Linked DNA regions of Zea mays: region 1 is linked to region 2. Evidence: chromatin contacts called from public Hi-C data. All regions are on one chromosome and are shown on one strand. Each heading gives the region's core, a stretch centred on a gene start, on an enhancer-like site or on the middle of the called end of the contact. The rest is flanking DNA. Distances are from core to core; before and after follow the strand shown.

Region 1 (6,585 bases), core at 3,704-6,203, 360 kb before region 2:
GCCTGGGGCCGGACGGTCCGCGCGTACGCAGAGGCGGCGGAAGTCGCCGGCGGCGGCCTGGATCTCGCTCCCGGGAGGGACTCCGTCGGGGAGGAGAGATCCTAGGTGATGTCTAGGCTCGACAGGCCGATCTAGACTATTCTAATTGGCGTAGAGTCGAAGAGAAGCGAGAATTTGGAGATCGAGAGGCTAAACCTAAACTAGACTAGAACTACTCCTAGGATAAAATGCGAAATAGAAGTGTTGTTGATTCGATTGATTATGATTAATCGGCTGTAATCCTCTGCTTTTATAGAGGAGAGGAGCTGGACCCGTTACCAACAAAACTCCGAGCAAATCCCGCGATTTTCGCCAACAAACACAGCGAAAAACTCGGAACCCTAATTTGTTCTGCGCGTGCGCGGACCGTCCGGACCGCGGACCGTCCGGCCTCAGGGCCGGACTGTCCGCACCTTAATTTGGTGCCCAACAATCTGTACATTGGAAAGTGGTGGAATATCAAATTCCAAACTAAATAAGTTATTTTTATTGAGTGAATTTCAATTCCTCTAAAATGAGGGATACAAACACTGACCCGTAAGAAAAAAACCGGTCCGGTTTCAAAAGCGTGAATGCATGAAGGATAAAAAAAATAAAGAGAGAGACGCTGGGCAAATTACGTGCGCAAAAAGTTCACGAGTTCAGGACACGGCACCGGCCGTTACTATTACATATTTAGACCATGTTTATAACATCTAGAGCTAATAGTTAATATACTGACAAACTGTTAGCTAGATTTGAGTCAGCTAATAAACTAGTTGTTAGTTGCGAGTTAGGTATAGCAATTAGCTATACATAGTATTAACTAGCAGCTAACTTTAAGCTGGCAGTGCCTTAGATTATGTTCAGCAGTTACCTCTAAATTTTTCCCCTTATATCCCACTCACGTGCCACGTTAGCGTTCTCTTTCCCCCTATATCCCACTCACGTGACGCGTTAGCGTTCTCTTTCCCCCTATATCTCTACGATCTACAGCGGTTCCCCCTATATCAAACCTCTATACCCCACCACATCCATAAAATATTATTTCCCCTATCTATTCATCATCTATTACCATTTTTTCTCAACTATCAAATACATATATGCACCGAAATCAAGGCAAGGGGGCAGCACAACGCTACCATTTTTCTGGCGCTGTAGTATGCTCACCGCTAGTACTGTAGCAATTGTAGAGGTGACCGGTGAACACGCTCACGTGGAACTGTATTCGCCACGGCAAGGGAGGGGAAGGTTGGCGGGGACCATTGAACGTAGTCTTATATATATTGCCCGGTAAATGCTGTCTGCCCGCAAAAATGCTCGGGGGTAGTATAGTCTATAGGGTAGCACTAGCAGCAGTTTTTAAGCCAAAACGAAAGCAAACGTAAAAAAAAAAAGAGAATAAACTATAGAAACAGCAGCTAAGCCGCCCAGCATGCCCACCATTCTCTGAACCACGTACGGTCGGCGCCCTGAGAAAATAAACCTGCTTCTTTTTTCTACTTGTTCCACGATCCCTTAGTCAGATATCGCTTGTAAACTCGCAGGTGTAGCTAGCAATACTCTATTGTACAAAGCAGCTGCTAGCGATGAACGGACAGACAGGGAAGCAGAGATGGATCAGAGAGATGTCGTCGCCCGCCGACGTGGCACATGCTGCATGGACGTACGTACCTACGGGCATCACGGGCTGGCGCGCGCTCCCGTGACTCGTGGGGCTGCTTGCTTGTCAGCAAGCTAATTAGCAACGAGCACGCCCAGCTAATAAACACTAGTACCTCTCAATTATTAATCAGCTTAATTTGGAGACTAACTATTTTCATGCTACGGAACGGGACAGAGCCGGTGACTGTCTAGCTATAGCTACCGCAAGATCGATGATGATAGTATGATACATAGATTATTAGCTACATAGTACTTCCTTCGTTTCTTTTTAGTTGTCGCTGGATAGTTTAATTTTGTACTATCCAGCGACAACTAAAATGAAACTGAGGGATTGTCGAATACTTGTCGCTCGCGCGTCAATTCACTACACCACCACCGAGCACCGAGGCACCGACGACTAAAAAAGAACGCCAGGGGCCTGATATGCTGCTAGCCTGCTATACTGCTACGGCAGTCAGCGCACCACCGTTCGTCCGCCATTTGGGCGTCGCTAGCTGTTTAGTTTACACAGTTACTTCAAACGCACGTTGCGTTCAGCGTGTGTGCGCGCGCCTGCACCGGCAAGATCCCCTGAAATCATGCGCGCGCCGGCATGCATGCATGCATGCTACAAATCCGGCTTTCCGGCCTAGCTCGGCTTAATTAGTTTATACCACAGCTAGCTTTTCTTTGACCATCCATCCATATGCAACCACCCACAAACTATATACATAAATATATGACACCGTTGATTTTTTTTATTTTTGAAAACTTTGATTCACTTGTCTTAATCAAAATATTTATTTAAAAATATAAAATTTTAAATCAAGCATAAACTACCTTAATCGATAAAACAAATAAAAAAATAAATGATAATTCATTGTTTTGAATATGAGACGAGTTGTTAAAGTTAAAAAAAATCAACGGTATCATATATTTATGAACAGAGTGAGTACTGCTATATTAGTATATATTATTCCGGTGTGTATGGTTTTAGATCTGCTTAAGGCCTGATTTGGTGGTAAGGGATTCCGAGGGAATCCATAAGAAGGAATCCCCTTGTTATTTAAAATTGAATTGTAAGGAGATTTCTCTCCTACAAATCAGCCCTAATTATGTTGATATCGCGATTCGCGCGCGCACACACAACACCGTGCGCGTGTTCCATCATGACTGATGATGATTGCAATAAAGGACGATGATACATGGTACTACGACGTTGGCGATACGGGCGTTGTAGTGGTCGGTTAGTTGCCCAGTCCCGATCTCGATCTTCTCTCGTTTTCCCATCATCGTTTCTGGAAGAAGGCCGTCACTTGTTCCTGAGAAAGAAAAAAGAAAAGAAAAAGGGTGAAATCGGGGGACCGGCCCAGCACTGAAAAAGCACGAAAGGCAAATGAGAAAAAAAGGGAAGTTAATAACAGCGGCAAGAAAAAAAAACCTGGCCGTTTCATATATGCGTGTGTGTACACACTAGGGCATAATCCTCTTCATACCTCTAGAGTCTAGTACGTACCTAACATACGCACCGACCAACCGACCACCGCGCGTATAATTCTGTGTGCATGGTAGCTAGGTGCTGCATATATACGTACAGAACAGGCGAGAGGTCAGCTAAGCTAGCTAAATTTAGGGGCTAAATTTGCGAGCGACCAAACTGATAAAATGAAGTTTTCAGAGGAAACATCGGTGTGCGTGCAATGCAATGCAACGACACACGGAGACCTGGACCAAATGAAGACACGGCCTAGTAGCTAGAATAATCTGCCTTGATCAATCTTAGTTTGCGTAGTTAATTAACTGGTCAAGGAAAACCTACTTATCTTGCTCGAAACCTGGAGGAAGTAAGAAACGGTCGGACCAGCAGTTGCATTGCAGTTGTAGGTAACCAAGACTGACCAGAGAGGGGCTTACACGCACCAAGATACGCGCGGCGCGCGGGAGAACCGGTATTTGTGTGGAAACTTGCGTCGATCGTTGGATCGAGATCCGACGGCTCGGATTTATCAGCAGAGGTTAAGAAAACACGGGCATCCGTTTTCTGTGCCGCATCGCCCATCGGAAGAGACAGGACGATGGAGATTTGTTGGCACCAAACTCGATGGAGAGGCCCCCCAAGGCCCAAGCGCAGCGGACAAGCTTTTATAACTGACCTGCTCGCCTCTCTTTCCTTTCCCTCTCTCTCAGCTAGTCCTCCAAACCCCCACGTACTATACTACGTACGTTATTAACCCCACCTCCCCAGCAGCTAGCATCTCCTCGTCGCTAGCAAAGCAACACCCGAAGGCCTGCGGGCGCGCGGCGTGCGGCCACGCCACCGCGCCATGGGCAACGCTCTGGCGGGCAGGCGGCGCGCGGCCAAGGTGATGACGGTGGACGGCGCCACGTTCCGCTACAAGACCCCCGCGGCGGCGTGCGCGGCGCTGCGCGGCCACCCGGGCCACCAGCTCCTGGAGTCGGAGGAGGTGCGGCGGCTGGGCGTGCGCGCGCGCCCGCTGGACCGCGACGCGCCGCTCAAGCCCGGGAAGCTCTACTTCCTGGTGCAGATCCCCCGCGGCGGCGCCGGGGACGGCGACGACCCGCGCGCGCCGCGCAAGACGTGGTCGGGCGCGCTGCGCGTGGGCGCCCGCGAGCGCCTGGAGGGCCTGATGCTGTCCCGGCGCACCGTCTCGGACGTGTCGTCCATCCTGCCGCCGCCCGCCGCCGCGCGCCTCGCCGCCGCGTCGCCGTCGCCGTCGCCGCCGTCGTCCGTGGAGGTGGGCGCCGACGGCGCGGTGCGGCTGCGCATGCGCCTGCCCAAGGCCGACGTGGCGCGGCTGATGCAGGAGAGCCGGGACCCCGCCGAGGCCGCCGAGCGGATCATGCAGCTGTGCGTGGCCAGGGACCAGGGCGTCGTCGCAGCGCCGCCGCCCTCCGCGCTGATGTCCGGCAAGAACCCGGCGCCGGCGGCGGCTCCAGCGCCGGCGTTGAAGAAAGAGGTGAGTGGGCATGCATGCATGATCCCTTCCCTTGCAACAACAACTCCTCTGATCGAGTTGCAGCTTAAACACACAACTGCAAGGCCACCTATAGAGCTGGTTATAGGGAACAATTAACCAATCATTATCCCGAAGCCGTCCCGTGACACTAGTTGGACTTAGCTAGGAGTAGGACACGGGCAAAACCAAATGCGCAAAGACGACGGCGCATCGCGATCGTGCAACGTACTGTTGCGACGCAAAATCAATAGGAAACTTATGGGCGCTCAGCTCGTTTGGAAATTGGAAGACGACGACAATGGAACGGATCGGATGGGCTGTGGCTTCACTCTCGTGCTCAGCTTTGTTTTTGTAGTAGGTACTCACTGCACTTAACAAATCCAGCGTCGTGCGTGCATGCCAGCCCTCCTTGTACTACATGTCAACTAGATAGCCCAGCGCGTAAGCTTGCTTGCTTGCTAATGGGGTCCACGTCGCATGAGGGCGACCACACGCGTCCGGCTAATCGCCCCTGCATGTGCCTAAGATTCCGCGTCTGTGTTAGACTAACCCCCGTGTCCCCGTCCGAGCCATTGGCAATTTTGCCATTATCATTTGTGGGCTTCGCCAGTATGCCATCGGACCCACAAATCATAGACACAGACGGTCCCACCAGTCATAGACACGGGATGGCATAATAACAGGCAGCCAAATTTGAGAGTGGCAAAACAGCAAATTTCTCGTCCCCGTCCCGTCCGGGCCCCTTGGGATTATCATTCATGTTACGATTGGTGACGAGAGTTCACATGGTCTGGCCCACCCTACCCCCTCCGGCCAGGTGACGTTTTCAGACGTAGGCATGCCATCATCTTCCTCATGTCTTTCATTACTTCTACTGCATGTAATTTTTATTTCACTACGCTTACGAATGGTACATGTATAACGTGGTACGGTGGGGTAAAAGATGAGGCTAGTGTGTGTGGTTGCCAAATAAAAAGACACGTGCACCACTATTTCCAAAGAGATGGGACTGCACATCACGGTGCCTTAAAATAGTGTTTGCTCCTCATCTCCTCTTTGCTTTCCTAGTAATGAAAGGGGCCGCCCTAATAGAGAGTTGGTAGGAGTTATTAGTGAACCCGATTAGTTCAGTCAAATCGCGATAAACAAAACAAATCCTCAAGGGACACGGTCAGTCCTTGCAGCGTTTACTACCTCCTGACGTCGAGCTATATAAGTCGCTATTTAGCAACACGGACAAATTGAAGGACAATCGTGGACTGCAGCTTTGCTTCTTTTTTTTCTTCTTTTTTCTGGTAGCACGACTTTGCTTGGTGTTAGAAAAGGAAGGGAGAGATCGAGTACCGATAATACATAAGATTAGTGATTTGGTTCACGGTCGCAACGCTTTCTTTTCAAGGGAAACCGTTGGTTTGTCAAAGGGCTTTAATTTCCAACGACCCGTCCCGGCCCCAGTCACTCCGACTACACCAAATCAAACGATGCCTTTCTGTGCATCTGTTTACACATGCAAGGCGTCGATCGTGCTTTCTTAGCTTACTGTTAACCTGATTTCACATTCTGGATTTTTTTTCCCTGTCCCCTTGTTGCAGAAGCGAACAAGGTTCAAGGCAGTCCCAGACGAGATCATCGGATGACAAGCGGAAGCCTTGAGATCGAGTACTCCTGTTTTTTTTTTCTCTCTCTTCCCCTGCTTGATCGCTTGTTCATCGGCAAGATGCATGGGTTGCTGGGGTTATCTGGAACATGAGAAGCCGCTCTGGCTTCCTATCTAATCTCCCCAGCAATTCTCATCGCGTCCTAAGTCTTAGGCCAGTCGCCATCTACGTACTTCAGTCTTCGTTCTCTGTTTTCATAGGTATGGAAACGTAGCAGTATAGCACTGTAGTAGTTAATTAGGAAAGCAAAAAAAATGACGAAGAAAAATATGCTAGCAATATGTACC
Region 2 (7,028 bases), core at 113-2,612:
TTCCACTGTCTTTGAACCGGAAGCTAACCATTTGTCAGAATTAACCCGTTAGTTATAATGCTTGCGATAGCTTGTTTCTTTTGGACAGCTGTAGTATTAGAGATATATTATCTGAAACATTTTTCACACGGATACAATATTGTGTTTTTTCAGGTTTGAGTGTCTTTTTTTGACAAGGGTTTTGAGCATGGCCGGCCCTGAGAATTTGGAGGCCCTGGACGGGACAAAAATAGGGGCCCATTGACAATAAACATAACAAGATTATACACAATTGCAACTATAATACTGACAAAATTATAACACGGAGGTCATTTAAAAGTTTCTTCTAACATTCCTAGATGCAAAGTCAGTGATGATAGAGTCAGTATCAATACCATCCAACAGGTGCTTCTCAATGCAAAAGGTTGCCAAAGACCAAACCATTTAATATTTCTTAGTACATTAGTGACCTCAAATAGTTATTCAATAGCTTCAACTTAGAAAAGTTTTTTTTAGCTTATGCGGCAGTCAAGGCGTAGTCAATAGGATTCAAAGAAGCAATAAAAACATTAGGATGATGTCCTTAAAGTCAAATCGAATTTGATACAATCAGAAACACAAGAACATTCTATTAGGATTTAGGGACTAGTTTGGAGTTCCATTCTTTACAACTGAAGCGCGACGATAGGCCTAGGGTGGGCGGCGATCGGTTTGCTTATCCGAGTGTTTGCGGGGCAGAGGGAGCAATTGATGTGTGGAGGGCGAGGGCCAACAATTCGTGACTCGGGAGCGGTCACTGGCCGTCTGCCGCATGTGCGTGCGAACTACTCGCCTGGAGGCATAGAAACGTTGAGCGGTCAAGGAGAAGGCACTAGAGCATGAGTGATTGATTGCATACCTGATTAATAGATTTTTGGGCCAAACTATAGACTAATATATATGACATATAGTAGGTTGTATGTAGATGCCCTCTGATTTTTGGAGGCCTGGTGCAGCAGCACCACTCGCACCTACTCAGGGTCGGGCCTGGTTTTGAGCGTCCTAGCTGACTAATGTATGATGATACCACCCTGCACGTGTCCTAAACATGACGTAGGGACAACCTTGTATGTGAACAGTGCAGTATATAATACAAAACAATGTTTTGAGACATAACTGCTGAACACGGTTTTAGGTGTGAAACTGTGAATGGCATTGCTGCTTCTGTTCAGTGGCATGCCGCCATGGCTTCCGAATCCCGACGCGTGAGAAACGCTAGAGGCCCATTTTGGTTCCCATGCCACTACCGGGCTTTGACAGTGCACCAGCCCGTGCAGTCGAGCAAGGTATTGCGGCCCGCCATACAGTCAGGTCAGGAGAGAAGATGCCTTCGAAGCTACTCCATGAGTACAACCGCACAAACAAACGATTCCACAAGCTGCTTCTCCACTGCTGCTGCTCTCGCCTTTATTGCTACTTCGTTCTTCCTCGTTTGCTTCGTCCCCGCGGCGACAACATCCACCACCAAGTCGTCCACTCCGCGTGAACGCATCCACGCTCCAATCTCATCTGTTCGCGGCCGCCTACGCTTCCTCCGCCTCCAGCGCCATGATGAAGGACAAGATGAAGGGTTTCATGAAGAAGATCACCTCCTCCGGCTCTGGGACCCCGTCCTCATTCAAGGGCACCTCCCACGTCCTCGGCTCCGGCCCCTCCCCCTCCTCCTCCTCCTCCCACCCCGCTTCCCGCCCCTCAGACCCTAGCGCAAACCCCAAGCCTGCCCCTAAGCGGCCCTCGCCACCTCCCCCGCCCACTTCAACCACCGATTTCACCCCGTACACGCCCCTCGTCTCCTCCTCCTCCTCCTCCTCCCGCCGCTCCGTCGCGAATGGCACCGCGGCCGCCGCCACTATCGCGTGCCCCAGCTGCGAAGACGCGTTCCCTTCCGAGCTTGCCGTCACCGAGCACCTCGACGGCTGCCTCGCGTCCGCGGGGGGCGCCCGCGCGCGCGCCGCCGCGTACCTCGCTGCCGACCCACCCCCGCCGCCCGCTGCCGTTGAAGTGGTCAAACGCCTGCTGGGCAACCTGCTCCGGGAGCCCAGCAACGACAAGTTCAGGCGGGTGAGGCTGGGCAACCCGCGGATCAAGGAGGCCGTGGCGGACAGAGAAGGCGGCGCGGAGCTCCTGGAGGCCGTCGGGTTCAGGGTCGGGGATGAGGGCGGGGAGCCCTTCGCCGTGATGGACGAAGTGCCCAGCGACGCCAGGCTCAACGGTATCAGGAGGGCCCTCCTCCTGCTCGAGGGGGCACACTCCTCTGCGGCTCCAGGGAAGGTGGAGGCTGAGGCCAAGGAGAGTTGCAGCAATGTGCCTGATGTGCTGCAGGACGGTGCTATGACAATTGATCGGCAGGTAAGAAGAGGGTTCCGTTGATAATAAGGCCTTTAATTGGTTGGCTAACACAAAGCTTTCATTACCATCAATCAGCACAGTATGGTTGGTTGATTTACTTATGTCATGCCATTTTTACATGAACTGCCAATTTTATGCTTGTTTCGTTGCGCTGTTAGCTAGCTTCATTAGGACTTAGGAAATAATAGTCAGTTATAACATATTTCACCTTTTGAACTATTATCTCAAAAAATTTGCTGTTAGCATAAACATAGAAGTGTAGAACAGTGCAAGATTGTAAAGGCATGTACCTGGAAGATCGTATGTCTTACCAAATGTGTAACCATTTCTTGAGGTATTAGTGGGACAATAACTATAAATTAAGGGATATCAGAAAAAGATCCCTGCTGTACAGCGCAGAGGGATCAATTCCCTTGTTGTGCTGGTGGCATGGTGGTTGTGGAAACAACGGAATGAATGTGCGTTCGAGGGGGCTACTCCTCGCAGCAGTCAGACTATTCAAAACATCAAAGACGACACTCATCGGTGGTGTCTGGCAGGCGCGGGAGGTCTGCGCACATTTTGGACTTAGTTTTTGGCGGCTCCTAGTCGTTTTTTTCTAGATGGATCATTTTGTGTATTTTCGTTTTTGGCCACCGTAAGGTGGTTTTTCTTTGGATGTTTAGATCTATTTTAGACCTTTTTCTGTCCTCTTAATATATTTAATGCGCAGTTCTCCTGCGCGTTTTAGAAAAAAAAAGAAATACACAGACAGGACTGACTAATACATATGGCCTCCTTTTAGTTTTCTGATATTCATGTTTACAATGTCATTGATCATTTCTGATATTTATTTTGGTACATTGTATGATATGTTTATGTTGTTGCTTGCTGTCCTGCCATGAACTATCTTCAAAATGCAAATAAGATATTAAACTGAACTCCAAAAGATTACAGTATGCATTGTCAAATTTACAGATTCGAGTATTTGTCTCTGTTCCCGGGAGTTCTGTGCCACAAAATGATGTACCAGATTCCTTTTACAAGCTTAGTGGTGAGGAGATAAGGAATGAAGCAAAGATGAGGAGGGAAAGGTTAGAACAATCTAGGTTGCTGATACCAAAGTCTTACAAGGAGAAGCACGCATTGGCTGCTCGACAGAAGTATAAACAAGCAGTCATACGAGTTCAGTTTCCAGATAGAATGATTCTTCAGGGCATATTCCTACCAGGGGAGGCCACCGGTTCGCTGTATGAGGTACCATGCTTGTTTCTTCCAAAATTTGTCGTGCTTTTCGGTAGCATTATTTTCTTGATTCAGAATATGCTGATGTTCCATTCTTGGTGGCATTTGAATATACTTCATTTTCTGGTATCCATATTGTTTTGATATAGACTTTGTTGATATTATATTCTTGGTGACAATTACATTATTTAACTGACAATTTTCACTCTTTACACACTCAGTACTGCAACGGAGATAAATTAATAAAGAGCTAAGTCAGCTATAGATTATTTGAAATAAATTACTTATGAGAGAAACTTAAAACTAAAGAGTGCTCGAAAGAAGTTGGAAAACATAACTGCTAGTTGTAGCAGTAACAGCAAGTTCTATTCAGTGTTGGTATCTAAACGCATGGCTGGTTCTGGGTAATCTTATGATCGAACAACTTGTGCTCGAATATAGAACTATTTTAATCCTATCAAGTGGGTTCAGGTTGATCAGATTTTTAACACTAGCACAACATGTCTGTCCTTATGAACAGACAGAGAGCCATACCACGAGCTCAGTCATTATCAATCAATAGGAAAAACCGCAAAAGGTTCCACTGTATGGTATTAGCATTCAATCATTATCAAAACAAGAGGCTCAGAATAAAGAAGTATTTTTAGTATAATAAGAAAAAAAACAATGAATCAGTATACTCCGAACCACTCAACATGTTTTCTGAAGGACAAAATGTCTTAGAAGAATGTTCCATTTAGGTGTCATGATTGAATGCAACAGCCTTGCCGCAATAACAAAGACAGATAAACAAGGACAGATTAAATGCACAAACTTTCTGAAGGATTTGTTTTTGACACAAAGGCAGATAAACATGATTCAATACTCAAGAGTGGATGGGAAGACTAAACTCAGAGTTCTAGTCTGATCCGCATCAATAACTCAAGAAACATATATCCAAATGAATCCCAAATCTCAGATAGGAATAGGAATGCGCCAAAATTATCCACAAATGTTATCAACAGATTAGAGCATAAGCATTAAAATGATTTAATAAGCAATAGAGGAGATAAGAAGCTGACCTTGCATGAAACTGTATGTCCTTCAAGAAACATCCACCTGCACTGATCTTGAGGGTGGTGCTGAGCAGTTGGGGTCGAGGGCGAACAATGAAGACGTGACCGCGAGGCCCTGATGGCGGTGTGGTTGGACTATGGGCTGTTGAGGCATCAAGGGGTCGAGGGAAAACTTTTCCACTATATCAAACGTTCTAGTCGAACTATGGTTTCAAACTGTTTCTAACCCGAACATCTCAAACCAATTCCAAACCCAACCAGTCCATCATAGCTAATTAGCTATTACCCAAACTGAACGAGCCCATTAGGCCCTCCAGTCCATTTCTACCCAAACCATAAATAAAGGCCCAATTAAGAAACTGAACCAGTCAATCTGGTTTTAATCAAACCATTACCAGGTTTGGTTGTATCCTGGAAGTGGAAACTGTGAACTCTAAAATGACATTTATTTGCGGAAGGAGATCCAGATAATAACTCTGGTGTTTGGTTTGAGGGATTGTTTCATCCTATGCTAGATTGGTCCAACATGGCATCATCCTATAAGATTGGTGGATGACCACATTCTTTGGGTTTCTACCGATATGGTTATGGGAGATGAAAATATTGGTGGACCAACTTATCAAATTCATCCAGTTAATACTCCCTCTGTTCCAAATTGTAATTGGGGGTTTGTCCTAAGTCAAACTACTTTAACTTTGACCAAGATTTGGAAGTAGTTTGATGCCACGACGATCTAGGGGTTGCTAATCTAAGGTCAAGGCTCTCGCTATATGCTGATGATGTGGTGTTCTTTATCAAACCACAAGAGGAGGACTTGAGATGTGCCAAATTGATCCTAGACTGTTTTGGAGAAGCTAGTGGGTTGAAGACCAACATGCAAAAAAGTTGTGTCATCCCCATTTATTGTGAAGATTCTTTGGTGCGAGATTGTTGTAGCTGCTGCATTGTAATGCTGCTTCATTCCCTTGTACTTATCTAGGGCTGCCAATTTCCAACAAAAAACTGAGGAGGACTGATCTCTGGTTTTGGGTTGAAAAGATTGCAGACCGGTTACCTAGTTGGAAGGCTTCCCTTCTTAACCTTGCTGGGAGAACTGCTCTAGTCCGGTTTGTCCTTTCTGCCATCCCAGTTTATCTTCTCATTGCCTTGCATGTCCCCAAGTGGGTAATCAAATCTATTGATAAGATTCAAAGGGCTTTTCTTTGGAAGGGCAGAAAGGAGGTGAATGGAGGTAATTGTAGTGTCTTGGGAGAAGGTCACTAGGCCCCTGAGTCTGGGGGGTCTAGGGATCCCCAACTTAATTTATAAGGGTTGGGCGTTGCAAATGTGGCTGTGGCTTCAGAAAACAGATCAGCATAGACCGTGGTGCGGCGGTGCGGCCTGGACCTCCCCATCCAGTCACAGATCAAGGTCTTGTTTGATTGCTCGGTTATCACTAGAGGGAAATGGCAACAATACAAGATTCTGGACTGATAGGTGGCTGAATGAGAATTCTATTTCGATTCTGGCCCCGGAAGTGTTTTATAAAGTTGACAAAAGAGCTATTAAATCCCGAACTGTTGCAGAGGCTCTTGAGGACAGATCTTGGGTAAGGGACATCAGGTCGCCACTCTCTCTTGTTGGTATTCAGCAATATCTAGTTTTGTGGGATTTTTTGGAGGAGGTAGCTCTGAATGACGATGAGGATAAACACGAATGGAGGCATGAGGCCTCTGGCTGTTTCTCTCCTGCTTCCTGCAATCCTGCTATAAGATCTTATTTATGGGCTCCATCACGTTTGAGCCATGGAAGAGATTATGGAAATCGTGGGCACCTCCAAAATGCAAGATGTTTCTTTGGTTGGCCATGAGGGACAAATGTTGGACTGCAGATAGGCTGCACAAGAATGGTCTGCCGCACCCTGAAACATGCCCTCTGTGTGATCAGGAAGATGAGACAATTCACCATCTCTTGACTTCGTGTGTCTTTGCTCGACATTTTTGATTCAGCATCTTGTCTCCCTTCGGGTTAGGGCATCTCATTCTGGGTTCGGATGATTCCTCCTTTACTAATTGGTGGGGTGAGGTATGCTCTAAGGTCCACAAAGACAAGAAGGGTATCAACAGCGTCATCATGCTTGGCGCCTGGTGTCTCTGGTTGCAGTGGAATAGAGTGGTTTTTGATAAGATATCCCCCTCTATTAGCTCGGTGCTGAGAAACTTCCTTGATGAGCTCTCTTGTTGGGTGATGGTTGGAGGCTTGGAGCTAAGCAGCTAGGTAGTCTTGCTTTAGCTGACACCCCCTTGGCACCTGGGTAGTCTCTGGTGGTTGTAGTGCGTTGTGTGTGTATCCGTGGGGTTTTTGTTTGTTGGTTTTTCTCTTTTTTTGTAAGTCTTGTTCTTT

What was found. A called contact is a pair of places that touch in the nucleus more often than the background predicts.
Region 1: a Hi-C map of ear shows a contact between it and region 2, with 7 times the contacts expected there. The contact joins the promoter of LOC100501866 here to the promoter of LOC103632724 in region 2. A contact is called at or near these places in 8 of 25 Hi-C or Micro-C datasets (bundle sheath, ear, endosperm and 3 more).

The regions. Positions count from the first base shown.
Region 1 is chr7:113,945,077-113,951,661 of Zm-B73-REFERENCE-NAM-5.0, reverse strand. It overlaps LOC100501866, which reads right to left and starts at 4,953. Exons shown (of 2, transcript NM_001196507.2): 1 at 3,900-4,953; 2 at 2,700-2,984. The coding sequence starts at 4,652. The coding sequence ends at 2,952. LOC107604626 reads left to right here and starts at 3,853. Exons shown (of 2, transcript NM_001323503.1): 1 at 3,853-4,640; 2 at 6,233-6,585. The coding sequence starts at 3,987. The coding sequence ends at 6,277.
Region 2 is chr7:113,581,261-113,588,288 of Zm-B73-REFERENCE-NAM-5.0, reverse strand. LOC103632724 (plant UBX domain-containing protein 2) reads left to right here and starts at 1,362. Exons shown (of 3, transcript XM_008654466.4): 1 at 1,362-2,367; 2 at 3,325-3,603. The coding sequence starts at 1,567.